Regions from separate parts of the Macaca mulatta genome. Here region 2 is linked to region 1. Evidence: chromatin contacts called from public Hi-C data. All regions are on one chromosome and are shown on one strand. The core of a region is the stretch at or near the end of the contact, and the rest is flanking DNA. Distances in the headings are between cores, read along the strand shown. Region 1 holds the start of CCDC191 (coiled-coil domain containing 191). Region 2 holds the start of NAA50 (N-alpha-acetyltransferase 50, NatE catalytic subunit).

What was found. Hi-C and Micro-C count contacts between places; a contact is called where the count stands out from the background.
Region 2: a Hi-C map of fetal cortical plate shows a contact between it and region 1, with 2.1 times the contacts expected there. The contact joins the promoter of NAA50 here to the promoter of CCDC191 in region 1. A contact is called at or near these places in 2 of 14 Hi-C or Micro-C datasets (fetal cortex germinal zone and fetal cortical plate).

Annotation. Positions count from the first base shown.
Region 1 is chr2:169,676,079-169,682,607 of T2T-MMU8v2.0, forward strand. CCDC191 (coiled-coil domain containing 191) reads left to right here and starts at 2,826. Exons shown (of 15, transcript XM_077993913.1): 1 at 2,826-2,966. It also overlaps a transcript of QTRT2 not described here.
Region 2 is chr2:169,976,514-169,983,692 of T2T-MMU8v2.0, forward strand. NAA50 (N-alpha-acetyltransferase 50, NatE catalytic subunit) reads left to right here and starts at 4,681. Exons shown (of 5, transcript NM_001261371.2): 1 at 4,681-4,887. The coding sequence starts at 4,880. ATP6V1A (ATPase H+ transporting V1 subunit A) reads right to left here and starts at 3,773. Exons shown (of 15, transcript NM_001260658.1): 1 at 3,724-3,773.

The DNA of each region.
Region 1 (6,529 bases), core at 1,576-4,075:
TCCAAAACATTAACTCGTTTTTATTTGCCTTTACCATGATCCGTTTCCCTTTCCCCTCATTGTGAGTCTGTTCTAATACTTCTGGTGTCACAGATGGCATTCCTGGGGAAAGTCTTAAGGAAAAACATTAAGAGTGTAAATACAAATGACAGGCTGTCAGTGGATCTCTACCTTTACAAGGACTAACGAAGATTCCCTGCACTTCTGGCAACACTATACCTGTCCTAACACTTCCAGTGCGACCCACCACCTCCACTCTTCATTTATCAGGAGAGAAGGGATTTTTAAATGTTTCCTAGCTGGATTCTCTACATACTGTCATGGAAATGTCCAAAATTTCCTAAGGCAAAAGGTGAGAGGAAAGCTGTATATATAAGTACACGTCTGCATCTCTTACCCTTCTCCCCCACACATGTACACTTTCTATAATGATAGTATATGCATAGAAAAATGTCTGAAGGACTTTTAAACAATGTGGTGCATTGAGCTGACTCAGAAACGACAGAGAAATGAAGAACGCTGGCCGGGCACAGTGGCTCACGCCTGTAATCCCAGCACTCTGGGAGTCCGAAGCTGGCTGATCACCTGAGGTCAGGAGTTCGAGACTAGCCTGGCCAACGTGGTGAAACCCTGTCTCTACTAAAAACACAAAAATCTGCCAGGTGTGGCAGCACACGCCTGTAATCCCAGCTACTCTGGAGGCTGAGACAGGAGAATCACTTGAACCCATTAGGCAGAGGTTGCAGTGAGCCAAGAACATGCCACTGCACTCCAGCCTGGGTAACAAAGCAAGACTCCGTCTCAAAAAAAAAAAAAAAAAAAGAAAGAAAGAAATGAAGAATGCTACAATTCCAGAAAACAGTAACTGAAGACTTTTCCAAGGCGTTCCGAAATCCTTACACCATTTGTTGGGGGAAAGAGATAATGATGACGTTAAACTTTGTTGAGTATGTGTGTTAAAAATTCAGAAGTAACTGTTAAACAATTAATGACAGAATGCATAATTTCCAAACTCACTGGAGAGGGAAGTGGGAAAATAAAGAAAAATGGATTAATCTAATAAAAGGCAAGAAAAGAAAAGAGACCAAAAAAAGAAATAGAAAACACAAAATAAGATGGTAGAATTCCAAATGTCAGTAATCACAATAAAAGTTAATTTCACATATAGAAAGACATAATAACAGCAATTAACATTTATTGGGTATTTACTATGTATCAAGCACTGTTCTTTATATATTCACTCCATTAATCCTCATATCAAATGCATAATATAGATGCTATTATTATCTGCATTTTATGGATGGTAAACTGAGGCTGACAAAATCACCAGCTGGTAAGTGGCAGAGCAAGGACTTAAATTATTGAAGTCTAGTTTTCAACGCTATACTCTAATAGGCTGGGAGCTTATGAGAAGTTCCATCTGGTCCACAAGCACATTATAATCAGTTACCATTTTGCTATAGTGTTCTTGTTCTTTTCCCTTTCTCCCTCCCGCCTCTAATCCATCCTCCCAGTCTCTGCAATCTTTCTCCATTCTCAAACATTTAAACATACTTGCATATGGAAGGGAGTGTTTTGGTCAGGGTTTGCTTTTACAAAAATGGAAACATACTATAATATATGCACTTCTCTGCAATTTGCTTTTCTCTCAAGAATAAACATTAGACGTCTTTCCTGAAGAAGAAACATAAAGCTAACTTACCCTTTTGAAAAAACTACTTCGTGATACTGCATAGTTTGTATGAACACAATTTATTCAACCGCCTTTCAGATAGACCAGTTACAGAGCTGGTCCTAGGATCGCTGCAACAGTCCGAGGACAGAGCTTACCCAACCTCATTCTCACCAATTTCAAGTCAACTTTAGTTTACATTTCCGGGCAGAATGCTTTACATACATTTATTTTTAATCATTCCAACACTCCAGTGATTCAGGTATTATCGTCCGCATTTTGCATGAGAAAACAGGAGTTGCCTAAGGTCACATAGCCACAGAGTAGCAGAATCCAAAACCCTGTTCTAATCTTTACTCTGCTTTATAAGCCCATTTATCACCCCAAATGGGCTGTCTCTGGAAACCCCTCGGCTCAGCCAATAAGTCAGGATTTATCTTTGCTCCATGGGCCATCTCCATGGCCCGAGACCTCCCTAGGCACCTAGCTCAGAGATTGAAGATGGTCTCACTCTCCCATGGGCAGTTCGGAATAAAAAATTCCAACTGAGAACTCTACCCTTGAGCAGAGGCTAATCGAAAGGGGCCCTTTTATCTCAGAGGTGTCGGCGAGGCTTACACGATTTATGAGAATCTGAATTTACAGAAGCCAAGATCTACCAGGAGACCCTGAAAAGGGAAGGAGAGGAGACATCGCGGGAGTACTATCACTGTTACTGCAACACAACCAGGAAGCGTCTGGGCGCGACGCGACTCATCCATCTCTAGCAGCTCCCACACCAGCAGGGCAAAGGGCACTTACCCGCCAACAAACTATTCGACTCTTTTAGTGTTCAGACCCCTCAAACTCTTCACAGTTCAGTACCACGTGTTAGGCTTGCAGAATTCTCTGCCCCCAAATCACTGCCTCCAGTGCAGACCCAATCAGGGAGTACTACGTCATCATTGGGCGCCAGAAAAAAGCAAAGCCGACATCAAAGCGAGCCTTGATGACGGCAAGAGCGAGGGACCTCTGCCGTTGCTATGGTAACTGAGCCAACGCGAGCGGCCTGCGCAGAGCCTCGTGGGAGTGGTGGTTCGACGGCGTCCTACGCCTGCGTTCCTTGCGGGCGGAGGAACTACAATTCCCAGCGTGTCCCGGCAGCAGCCCGGGCAGAAGAGCGGTTGTGGCAGCTTTGGCCGAGGTTCGAGCTCGAACTTGGAAAATGCTAATGGCGCCTCAGGGAAGGTCCTCCTCAAAGAAAAGGATGGGGCTGAATCGCTGGAAACGGTTCACAAGGAAGCCGAGTCCCCAGGTGATCCCAATCGAGAGCGTTGGAGGGCGGGGACTTCCCCAAGGGGCGGGGCAGTCAGGAAGCCAGTCGCGGCCCCTCTGTGCTTCCGGCCTCTTTATCCTTAGCTGACACGCCCCTGCCTTAACCGCCCTAAAGCCAGCATTGCCCTGAGTGAAGTGCTCTAGGATCTCTGGGGTCTGGGTATATTACGGCTTTGGTGGGCCAGCATCGTGGAAGAACTGTTTCTAACGCTTTTCTAAAACCGGAGGTGTCTGCTAATGCCCTTCGGAGTGAAAGGAGTTTGCAAACTCCGTTCTCCCTTAAATTTTAGGAAACTTCTGGCACATTTCTTTCTTTTTCTCTCTCTTTTTTTTTTTTTTGGCAAATCTTGGGGGAATTGATCTTTATTAACGGGGGAGAGCTTCACATTAAATACCCTGCCTGTATTCCTGCCCTTTCACTTTTACGTAAAGTATCTAAATAAACTCAGGAGTGCAAATGGATATTGAATACATTAATACTTGATTCACACAGGAATTTCTAAATTCAATCAACATTCAAAAAATAGATTCTCTCCGTATCTGTCACCCATTTGGATGCATTAGCACCTGAAGATAAGAAAAAAGTGATAACCCACATTTTAAACTTGAAAACATATGTGACATGTGCAATGTCACAGTTGCACCGTGTGTGCTTTCCACAGACTACCTTTTTAACAGTCCCCAAACGGATGCTTAAAATCTAAATGAGAGTACTAAAATGGAGAAGCTTCTCAGCTTTCAGCTACAGAGCAGTTTCAGCCGCTGTTTTCACCCTTAAGTTACACTTTCCTAAATAATATTCTGTAGATGTATGTGGCCTTTGTGAGGGACCCAGGCAATTGTTCTTGCAATTTACTCTAAATTTACCAACTAAATGCATTGGACATATTCCACATGGTAAATATGTTGCCCTAGATACTACAGGGCACAGGCTGGAGCATTAGGGAGACTTGGAAACTGAGGCTGCTGCTATTTCAATACATCAGTTGCATGATGTATTGAATCTAAAATAGGTTATGGATATGGACTTGATGATGAAAGGTAAAAATTTAGAATAATTTCTTAGGACTCCAAAAAGGAAGGATTTTTCCTGCTAGTGCTCATTATTACTGCCTAGAGGGAAAAAGGGGAAAACATAGGGCTCTTTCAAGTTCAGTTGTGTTTTAATTGGATCAGTTCTTTCTTTGTTGCAGTGACAAAATTATTAAGCAGTACAGCTGCGTTAGTTATCAGTAAGATGGTTTGAAGGCATAGTGTTAGGTAAGTGAAAGAGAGTATTATATTTTTCCCACCTCCATGTGTCAACATGCTAGTTTAGATATCCCCTTATTTTATTATTATTAATATTATTATTATTTTAGAGAGCATATTTGAGTAAGAAGCAATTTATGAACTGGGAACACAACCAAAAGAGATTTAGTGCTCCAATGACAAATCATCAGGATATCCCCTTATTTTAAAAACACACCTGAATTTTTAGTAAAGAAGATAACTCTATTTGTTAAGTGACTATTAGAGGGAATTCTGCAAGCTTCTGGGTGTTTGTTTGTTTTTTTAGTAGATACGGGGTTTCACCGTGTTAGCCAGGATGGTCTTGATCTCCTGACCTCGTGATCTGCCCACCTTGGCCTCCCAAAGTGCTGGGATTACAGGCGTGAGCCACTGCTCCTGGCCAAAACACACCTGCATTTTTGGCAAAGAAGATAGCTATTTGTTAAGTGACTATTAGAAGGAATTCTGCAAGCTTCTGGGAGTTACAGAGAGTGAAGAAAGGAAATGTCCTGATGGTTTTACTTCTAATTTCAGATTAATACCTGACTGATCTGGGTGGAAATTTGTATTTTCTGCTTTGTAAAACAGTAGAAGTCAGATTGATTAACCCTCAGTTTTTATTGGACCAAACAAGATCCCTGATCTAGGTAAGATGAGAAAGCCTCTTGCTACAGGCTACTTATGAAAGGAGTAAGGAGAGGAACACACCCTTCTTTAAGCTAAAGATTACTTGGATAATCTGGCTAATTAATGAGTGCCTTTTTTTTTTTTTTTAATGAGTAGCTTTATATTTAGCATTTCTATATCTTGACTCTTAACCCTAAGGAGGTTTAAAAAAAATAGCAGTGCCACAGGGTCCTATCCCAATTAAATCACAGTCTCAAGGTGAGCCTAGACAAGAAATAAAAACAATGTCCCAGTAAGGCTTCATGTTTTCTCCTCATACTGCTATTCTGTGTCTTTTATTGCTAATCATGCTGAACTTCCTACTGAAATGCTTTGGGGAAATAATAAAGGACACTGTTCCATATGCTTTAGTCAGAAGGATAGATTTAAATGGCAAAGTTGATGAAGATATTGCTGTGTATTAATGTCCTATATATGTTATCTACAGCCTGCTTTTGGTCCTGACAATGTGGAACACTGGATAAAGGTAAGGATATTTCAAATTTAGAATAAAAAGATAATTAAGAGTCGAGCATAATCAGATGGAAAAGAAATATGAGTAGACCTCCACTTTGCACATACTCTGCAATTTTTGTTCCCACATGACTATGTAAGTTGCCTTAATTTTATACTTTTTAGTATTTTTTTGTCATAATTCTGTTGCCTCTCATGAAACCATTTAAGTAGGAATAACAAGAAAAGAGGTGTGTAGACATCGTTTCAAATGCCATGAGTATCACTTGAAGAGGATTAAAGGAGTTGGGAAAAGAAGCCTTGGGAGAGGATGTAGTGGCCTTCCTCAGATGTTGGAAAGACTTCACTGTAGTTACAATAACATAGGGACTAATGGGTGAAAACTACATGTGCATCACAAATAAGAATTTTCTAATGACTAGTCCATCCAAAAGTGGACTGGGCATTCTTATGGAGATGTGTTTTCTACCACTGAAGCTATTTTAATGGACTCTAAATGGTCACTTAATGTTAGGCTAATGAACAATGTGTTTCAGGATTCAGTGAAGTGGGGATTGTGTTAGATAACCTCTGACATTTCTTCCAGGCCTGAGATACGTATTTTTGAGTCTGAGTACCATTTAATTTGAAAGTACCATTAAATCATTCCAGGTGTGTGCTTCTGAGTGTCAGTTTGGCAGCTTGCCATATTCAATTCATCGTATACCACATGTATCAAAATCATGCAACATTTTCCCTGGAAAGACCCTTCTGACAGTATTTTGAAGAGTGATTACTCATCTAAATTGACATGCATCATGAGTACCAGATCCTAGATAGATGTAATAGATCCTAGGCCAAATGTAATAATTTTTAGCCATTTATTTATTCAGCTGGTATTTGAGTGCCTACTAAATACTAGCCCACTGTGTTGGGCATTGGAGCTAAATCAGAGCAGGTACAGTCCCTGCCCTCCCAGGGTTTACAGTCCAGTGGAGAATAAACAACTTACCTAAAGCTCATGAGAGAATCAAAGATGTAATGAAAGTATGTGGTGAGAGGCACTAATTTAAATGGGGTCCGGGCAAGCTTCCTGGATACTGCAGAAAGCCTAACTTAGAAGATGACTAAAGTGGATCTGCCATCATGAAT
Region 2 (7,179 bases), core at 3,431-5,930, 300 kb after region 1:
CCAAATAAGGGACTTTATCTTGATATTTTTCAGATACAATTAATAAATCTGTTTTAGAATCTTTGCTACAAGTACATTTTTCTTATTGCCCCATTTTTTGGGTAATAGCTTCTTTTCAAATTCTACTCCCTTCTTCACGCCCCAAACCTGCTGCTCACAGCGACATCAGTCAATTCTGTGGGCTGTTTTAAGTCTTCTTTAGAAATTAAGTATTTAAAATCAAAGTAGTTATCAGTAAAATTAATTAAAAATTTTTTTTTACAAAATATGTTCTAGGCATTATACATTCATGATCTAACTTAATAGCACCTATGGTATAGATTTAAACATGAGAAAACTTAACCTTACTTAAGTACACTGTCCAAAGTCACATAGTTATTAAGTGGTAAGGCCAGAACTTCAACTAGGTCTCTATGACTGGGAAATCAATTCATGTAAAGTCTGAGCTACATTGCTTTACCATTTTACACACCAGTTTTTTTTTTTTTTTTTGAGATGGAGTCTCACTCTGTCGCCCAGGCTGGAGTGCAGTGGCGTGATTTTGGCTCACTGCAACCTCCACCTCTCAGGTTCAAGCGATTCTCCTGTCTCAGCCTCCCAAGTAGCTGGCACTACAGGTGCGTGCCACCATGCCTGGCTAATTTTTTGTATTTTTTTAGTAGAAACAGGGTTTCAACATGTTAGCCAGGATGGTCTCGATCTCCTGACCTTGTGATCTGCCCACCTTGGCCTCCCGAAGTGCTGGGATTACAGACATCACTTAGTTTTTAAGATATTTTCACATAGATTACCTAGGGACTATGTCACAGGAAGGTTCCTAAGTATCAAAACTGAACCCCTCCCCAGCATTACTTAAAAGGACATATAACTAAAGTGGCAGAGCTGAATGAAGATCCTCTGACTTTTAGTCTAGTGCTAGTCCTCTTCCCGTCTCTCCCATATTTTGATGAGAACCATATTTACTAGCAAACAAATATGTTGTGAAAATAAGGTGGTCTTAGCCTTAATAAAGTCATCTGAGGTTTTTATCTATTGTATTGACCATAAATTTGGAAGGTTATTACCAGTTTATATTTAAAAGCTAACATTTAGTGCACAACTTTAGGAAGAGTTATGATCTGCAAAAATTAAAGTGGTTTAATTTCCTTGTCTAATTTTCCAATATTCATTCAATAAACAATTTACTGAGTACCTATCAGGTACTTCAGTATTCTGGTGCTGAAGACACAATAGTACTATAGTTCACAGTCCTGGAAGCTTTATGATTTGCTGAGGAACAGCTCAGGAAACAGCAATTAAATACAATGCTAGAAGTACAAGTAGAAGAATAGAAAAGATGATGATGATGATGATGATGATGATGATGATGATGATGATGATTAGAAGTCTATAGGACTGAGTGGCTACCTCTGTCTATGGGAGAAGAAAGCATTCTTAGTGGTGGCAAAAATCTATAAAGGCACTGAAAACAAGAAAGGCCTCAGGAAAAGAAAACCAGAAGTGCCAAGGGCCCTAAAACAAAACTAAACCCTTATGTTTTATGTAATGGTGGACTATAGCACAATGCCCTAATAAATGTTAAGATTTCTACATGTAACACTCGAAAACTGGTAAGGCAAGTCTCAGAAATGTTTTCCAGGCTTCCAATCCTGTGTATGTGCGTGTGAGATCTGTGTATAATGTCAAAGTTTTTTTTCACATTTAACCTTACCAGCAATGTAGTCACCAATTCCCACTACTAATCTACATTTCATCAGTGGTCTAAGTTATTGCTTTCACAAGTTCTCTAAAACTGGGGGAATTGTGAAATAAAACTGCAGACTCATCCAACCACTTTCATACTGACATTTTTCCCTCTAGTAGCCAATGCTTCTAGCTGGTTTTCCCTTTCCCATTTTGGTCTCAGCCAGACAGGACTAGTTAGGACTTCCAGACCACATGGAACCTTACTATGGAGAAAATTAATAGATAAAACTACATATATATATCTACAGCAGGCATGGTGATATAAATGTATCAATATATTAGTCTATTGCCCAGTATGCGACTTAAGTACGAAATGTTAAAATGGTAAATCCACAAGAGATAATAGTAATCTTCATTACTTGGGGAAAGCAACATCTTCGAGGTTTTTTCTATTAAGGAGCATCAAAATAAGGCAGGTTATGTATTTTGAACTTACCATAAAAATACTTTGTTAAATTGCTACTACCGTAGAATTTTAACTTTTTGTTCTCCTTAACAAAATAAGACCAGTTTATTGTACAGAATTTGGAAGACACAGAAAAACAAATCAGTCACATCCACCACTCAAAGACGATTCCATCTTCCTCATTTTTCAGCAGTCTTCCTTAATTACCTTGGTTAGAAAACTACAAGATTTAACTGAGCATATAATTTTTCATATTAAGGTGTAATTTAAATTTCAAAAATCAAATTTGTAACATTTGTAAGACCTCCAAATGAAAAGCAGCATGGAATTTTCTGAGTTTGCAGTATAAATAAAAGAGTTTAACCACAAACTGAAAAACATTCTTCCCTAAAGCACATTGTTTGGGGTCAAAACATTGGTAATACATTACAGGAACGGGAGTACTTGGGTTGGACAACACCTATATTTTCAATTGGACAACAATTTCTGTTTTTTCACAAAATACTATTCATCAAAATCTGAAGAGGGCACTGGGAGTTTTACAAATGGGGAAAGCTAAAGAGGGATACAAATGCTACTTAACCTAAATTTACCACAAAGCCGGTCAAGGAATAGATTGGGAGTGTCAATTAAGTTATATTTTAGGGAAAAAATAACAAAAAGGGAAGGATTGAAGGCAGAAAACATGTGCAGACAGCAACATCTCGACTTGATTCTACCTTTCAGCATATGGCCAAATAAATTTGGTTTAACAGTATTTCCGACCCAATCAGTTTCTTATTTTGGTTTCAGGGAACCCTACTCACTTTTCCCTAAACCAGCCTGGGCCTCCTACACACCACGACACCACAACACCATCTTTCAACGCCTCCTCATTCAATCGAGACTGTCGCATTACTAACACCTCCCGTTTTGAAGACAGTACTCCTTCAACTGTCCTCTTCCTCAGAGAAGAAAAAGTAAAAGCCCTTCTTTTACCCTTCCAGTCCCATCCGAAGCACGTGAACATCTCCGGAACCTTCCCTGCAGGTCTGTCAGATAAAACCCTTAGAATTACTGAGAAAGCACCTTCGGAGGGAAGCTTCTCAGTGACTCTGCAGTGAGGGCCGTATCAGTGACAGTCCCTCCCAAGCCTGTCTCACTGGAGACGCCTCTGCCTCCAGGGTTTTTGCTACCTCCCCGCTCCTCAGCCCTGAGCTGAGGGCAAGGACAGTGAGGACCCTGGCCAAAGAACGGGCTTTAAGGAATGGGACCTAATGTCTACTGCAGACCCTGTGAAATGGCTGAAACGATCTGCTACCCGAAGCCCCAAAGGCTCTGAGTAGGGAACCATAATGGCCGCACTCACTTCCAACCCTGGGAAAGGTGGACATCTCAAACCCCAAGGAGCGGGAACGACCACAGTTGGGGGAGCGGGGGTTAAGGAGAAAGGAGCTCCTTGCCGGTGCAGGGTGACAGCGGGGAGGAAGCCTCAGGCAGGGAGGTCGCCGTTCACACTCTCCCTTCTCTCCCCTCTGCCTCCTTCCACCCCCTCTATCCCCACCACTCGCCAGTTACCGGCCGCCGCTCACCTGCTGGGGCGCGAGGTGCAGAGACCGTACCGACCGAGGACCGAGAGGCTCTGTCACCACGGGGGGAAGTCCTCAGCTGCACAGGGTTGGGAGGGGCGGGCCCAACCAGTCACGTGACGTCGAGCTCCGCCCTGCCTCCCCCATCCCGGCGCGCTACATCTCGGGGGGCTTGTATTTTTACGTATCCCTTGAATATTAATCTTCTTGAATTAAAGAAATAAAAGATAAATTTTCACAAGGACTATGTTGTAAAGTACAATGTGGAAAATGTGGACAGCAAGAGTTAGAGCGCATTGCTAAGGAAGTGACGTTCACGCCACGATCGAGGGACAGGAAATGGCGGTGGGGTTCCGTCCCTCTGGAGTTCGCCGGTAAAATTCCAGGCTCTGAGGTTTGGGCCAATCACGTGATCTCAAAACTTGAGGCGTGCTGGAGGGTAGCCAATCTATCCGGCCGATTGTTAACCACGTTTGCTTTAAAACACCTAACTTACTTGAGCTTTACACAGATTTCTTTACATTTGGAAGAACCAGCTTTATAAAACTCTACTAGGAGGCAAGTGCGTTTGAAGGTCACTCTGGAGACCACAAACCGGGAAGAACAGGGCCGAGAAAACCAATCTTGCGGATATGGGATAGAAGAGGGAGGGGTGGAAAAATCTGGATTTTACCGCCAGGGCTTACCGAGCCAGCCCCACAAGCAGTGTCGTAAGGGGGTGGGAAGGAGGAGCATGACGCCAGAAGGCACAGTCCGGGAGAAAGATGGACGTTCCGGAGTGGAGGGGGCAGGGTGCGCGGAGGCTGGCAGTACGACTGCGCGCGAGGCGGCTGACGCGCCGGCGCGCGAGGGGCGGGGTGAAAGGTCACAGCGCGGCAGCGGGTCTGGCTGGCGGCAGCGGCGGGAGGGAGCTGAGAGACCCGAGTGCACGTGTGGAGTAGCGGCAGCACTAGCACGGCGGCGGGAGACACTCCCGCCCCCACCAGACTCAAGCCCTCACTCGACTCTCGCGGCCTTCGTTGCTCGCCCAGCTCCCTGCCCAGGCTAGGAGGCCGGCTTGCGGGGTTGAGTGGCCCGAGCTGAGGGCGCGGAGACCTGAGGGCGGCGACTACGACGGCGTTGATATCGGTGGTAACGACGGCCTCAGCAGGCGGGGAAGATGAAAGGGTGAGGAAGGGCAGCCGGGCAGGGCCCGGCCGGCGGGGTAGAAGGGCCCGGGCCCATGTAGAGGGGGAGAGCTGCGAAGGCGAGGAGAGATTCAGGGCGAAGACCGGCGGAGGGAGATTTCTCGCCTTCTCAGTTTCCTCGGTTCCCGGAGGGGGCGGAGGCGAGGCTTGGGCTGTTGGCGGGCTGAAGGGCCAGCGGAGGCAAGACCCGGTGGCTTCAGGGTTTCGGTTCGGAGGACGATTGTGGGTTGAGTGGAGAGAAGCAGCTGAGTGGGGCAACATGGAAAGGCTATTATGAGGCGCCCGGGGCCTCCTTCCCGGGAGCGGACCTCTGAGCCACGCCGGCCCGCCGCTCCAGGTGGAGTGGTTTGGTTGTCTTCCACCTCCAGACTCCACTCTGGAACTGCGGTGTTTGACACCTTTCAGTTTTATTCACGCTTGGGAGCTGTGCAGAACCTTCTGGAGGAAGAAGAAATTGGAATAAAGAGCACGGGGATGAATATTAAGAGCTAGTGACTCAACTAGATTTGGGTTGGGTCACAGCGAGTGGAGGAGGGGGAGAGAGCGCGATCGCTGTAGACTTGGGGTGCCAACATGTTTAAGGAAGTATAGGGTGGATCAGTAGGTGGAGCTATTGCTTCAGTGGTTCACTATTGCCCCTGAGTGCTGATGCGGTCCTGGGTAGTTTTACCACGCTGCTCCTTTCAGGTGATTGGCAAAGTTAATGTTCGGTCTGTCATCGTTTGCCTCTTAGGTAAAATCAGGAATTATTTTGGACCGACTGTTTAAATTTTTATGAAATGTCTCCTTACCATTAAGTTGTATAGTTTTAATATATTAATTACATAACATTTTTCCGAAGCATTGCATCAGTAAGCCGTTTTGGAACTTGTCTTTACCCTCAAAGAAATGAAGCTCGTAAACGTGAAAAGCTCTCTGCGATGCCGTAGTTTGTTGTTTCTGTAAATCGATTAAGAAATCGTAACTATGTTTTAAGTTAACGAAGTCATTCCAACTATTCAACAGCCCTTTTGAGGATGAAATAAAAGTCACTTTCATCGTAATCTCATACATCCCCAAACAAGGACCTAAATAATATCTCTCTGTATCGGTGTTTGAGGTTCCTGAAGAGATTCAAAGAAAGTTTAATTTGGTCTTAGGTCTGTAACATGTTTCCTTACTCTTAATTTTCCTTTAAATACTGTATATTTATTCTAATGTTGAGTTGTATGTTTTGTATTAAGAATCTTTAAAGTTTAAGAACCGTGAACTATTCACAATACCTGCATTGTTTCACATCAAGTTCTAAAGAGTTCCAGTTGGGGAAATAAAATTGACGGGTATAAGAAGTATTTGCCCCACTGGAATCATGATCTGGGAAGTTCGGCTATTTCAGATGACAATCCAACATATTTGGAGAATGTTGTTTTTCTGCTATACTGCACTTCTTTTTCTTCTCTTCTTTTTTTTTTTTTTTTAAATGAGACAGGGTCTCGCTCTGTTGCCCAGGCCGGAGTGCAGTGGCACGACCTCGGTCCACTGCAACCTCTGCCTCCCAAGCTCAAGCAGTCCCCGCTCCTTAGCCTCCCGAGTTGTTGGGACCACAGGCGCGTGCCACCACGCCTGGCTAATTTTTGAATATTTTGTAGAGACGGGGGTCTGACTGTGTTGGCCAGGCTGGTCTCAAACTCCTGCTCAAGTGATCCACCTACGTCTGCCTCCCAAAGTGCTGGGATTACAGGCGTGAGCCACCAAGGGTGGTATATACTGCACTTCTTGAGCATAGCTGCTGACTCTTACTCATTTTTGTACTCATTGTCAGGCACTCAATACTTATTTGTCATGTTCTGTTAAGAAAAACGAGGCTGAAGAGTTCCCAGTGTTGAAATTGCCATGGATTTACAAAGGGGGCTGCCAGGAAATTATTCTGTATGTTTCGATCCAAAATCTTCAATCTAGTTCAGACTCTATAGGGTGTGATGTTCTTTCTGATACCTAACTTGGCGATAGAAATGGAGCTGAACAGTCATATTATTCACAATCTACCTTTAATTAGTATATTCATGGAGCAATTATCTCTGTTTAAAATGGATATTTACATGTAACCTGATGAAGGCAGATCCCTAGAAATGGGTAACTGGCCGAATTTAGAGGAAACTTAAAATTATTGAATCTGTACCTTTATGCCAGTAACTATGCCTGTGAAGTTCTTAATACTTCTTATGATTGGGAGCTTAGAATTTTATTCTTTACTGTAAACCTTTAAGATGATTTCACAGGAATAATCCCTTTA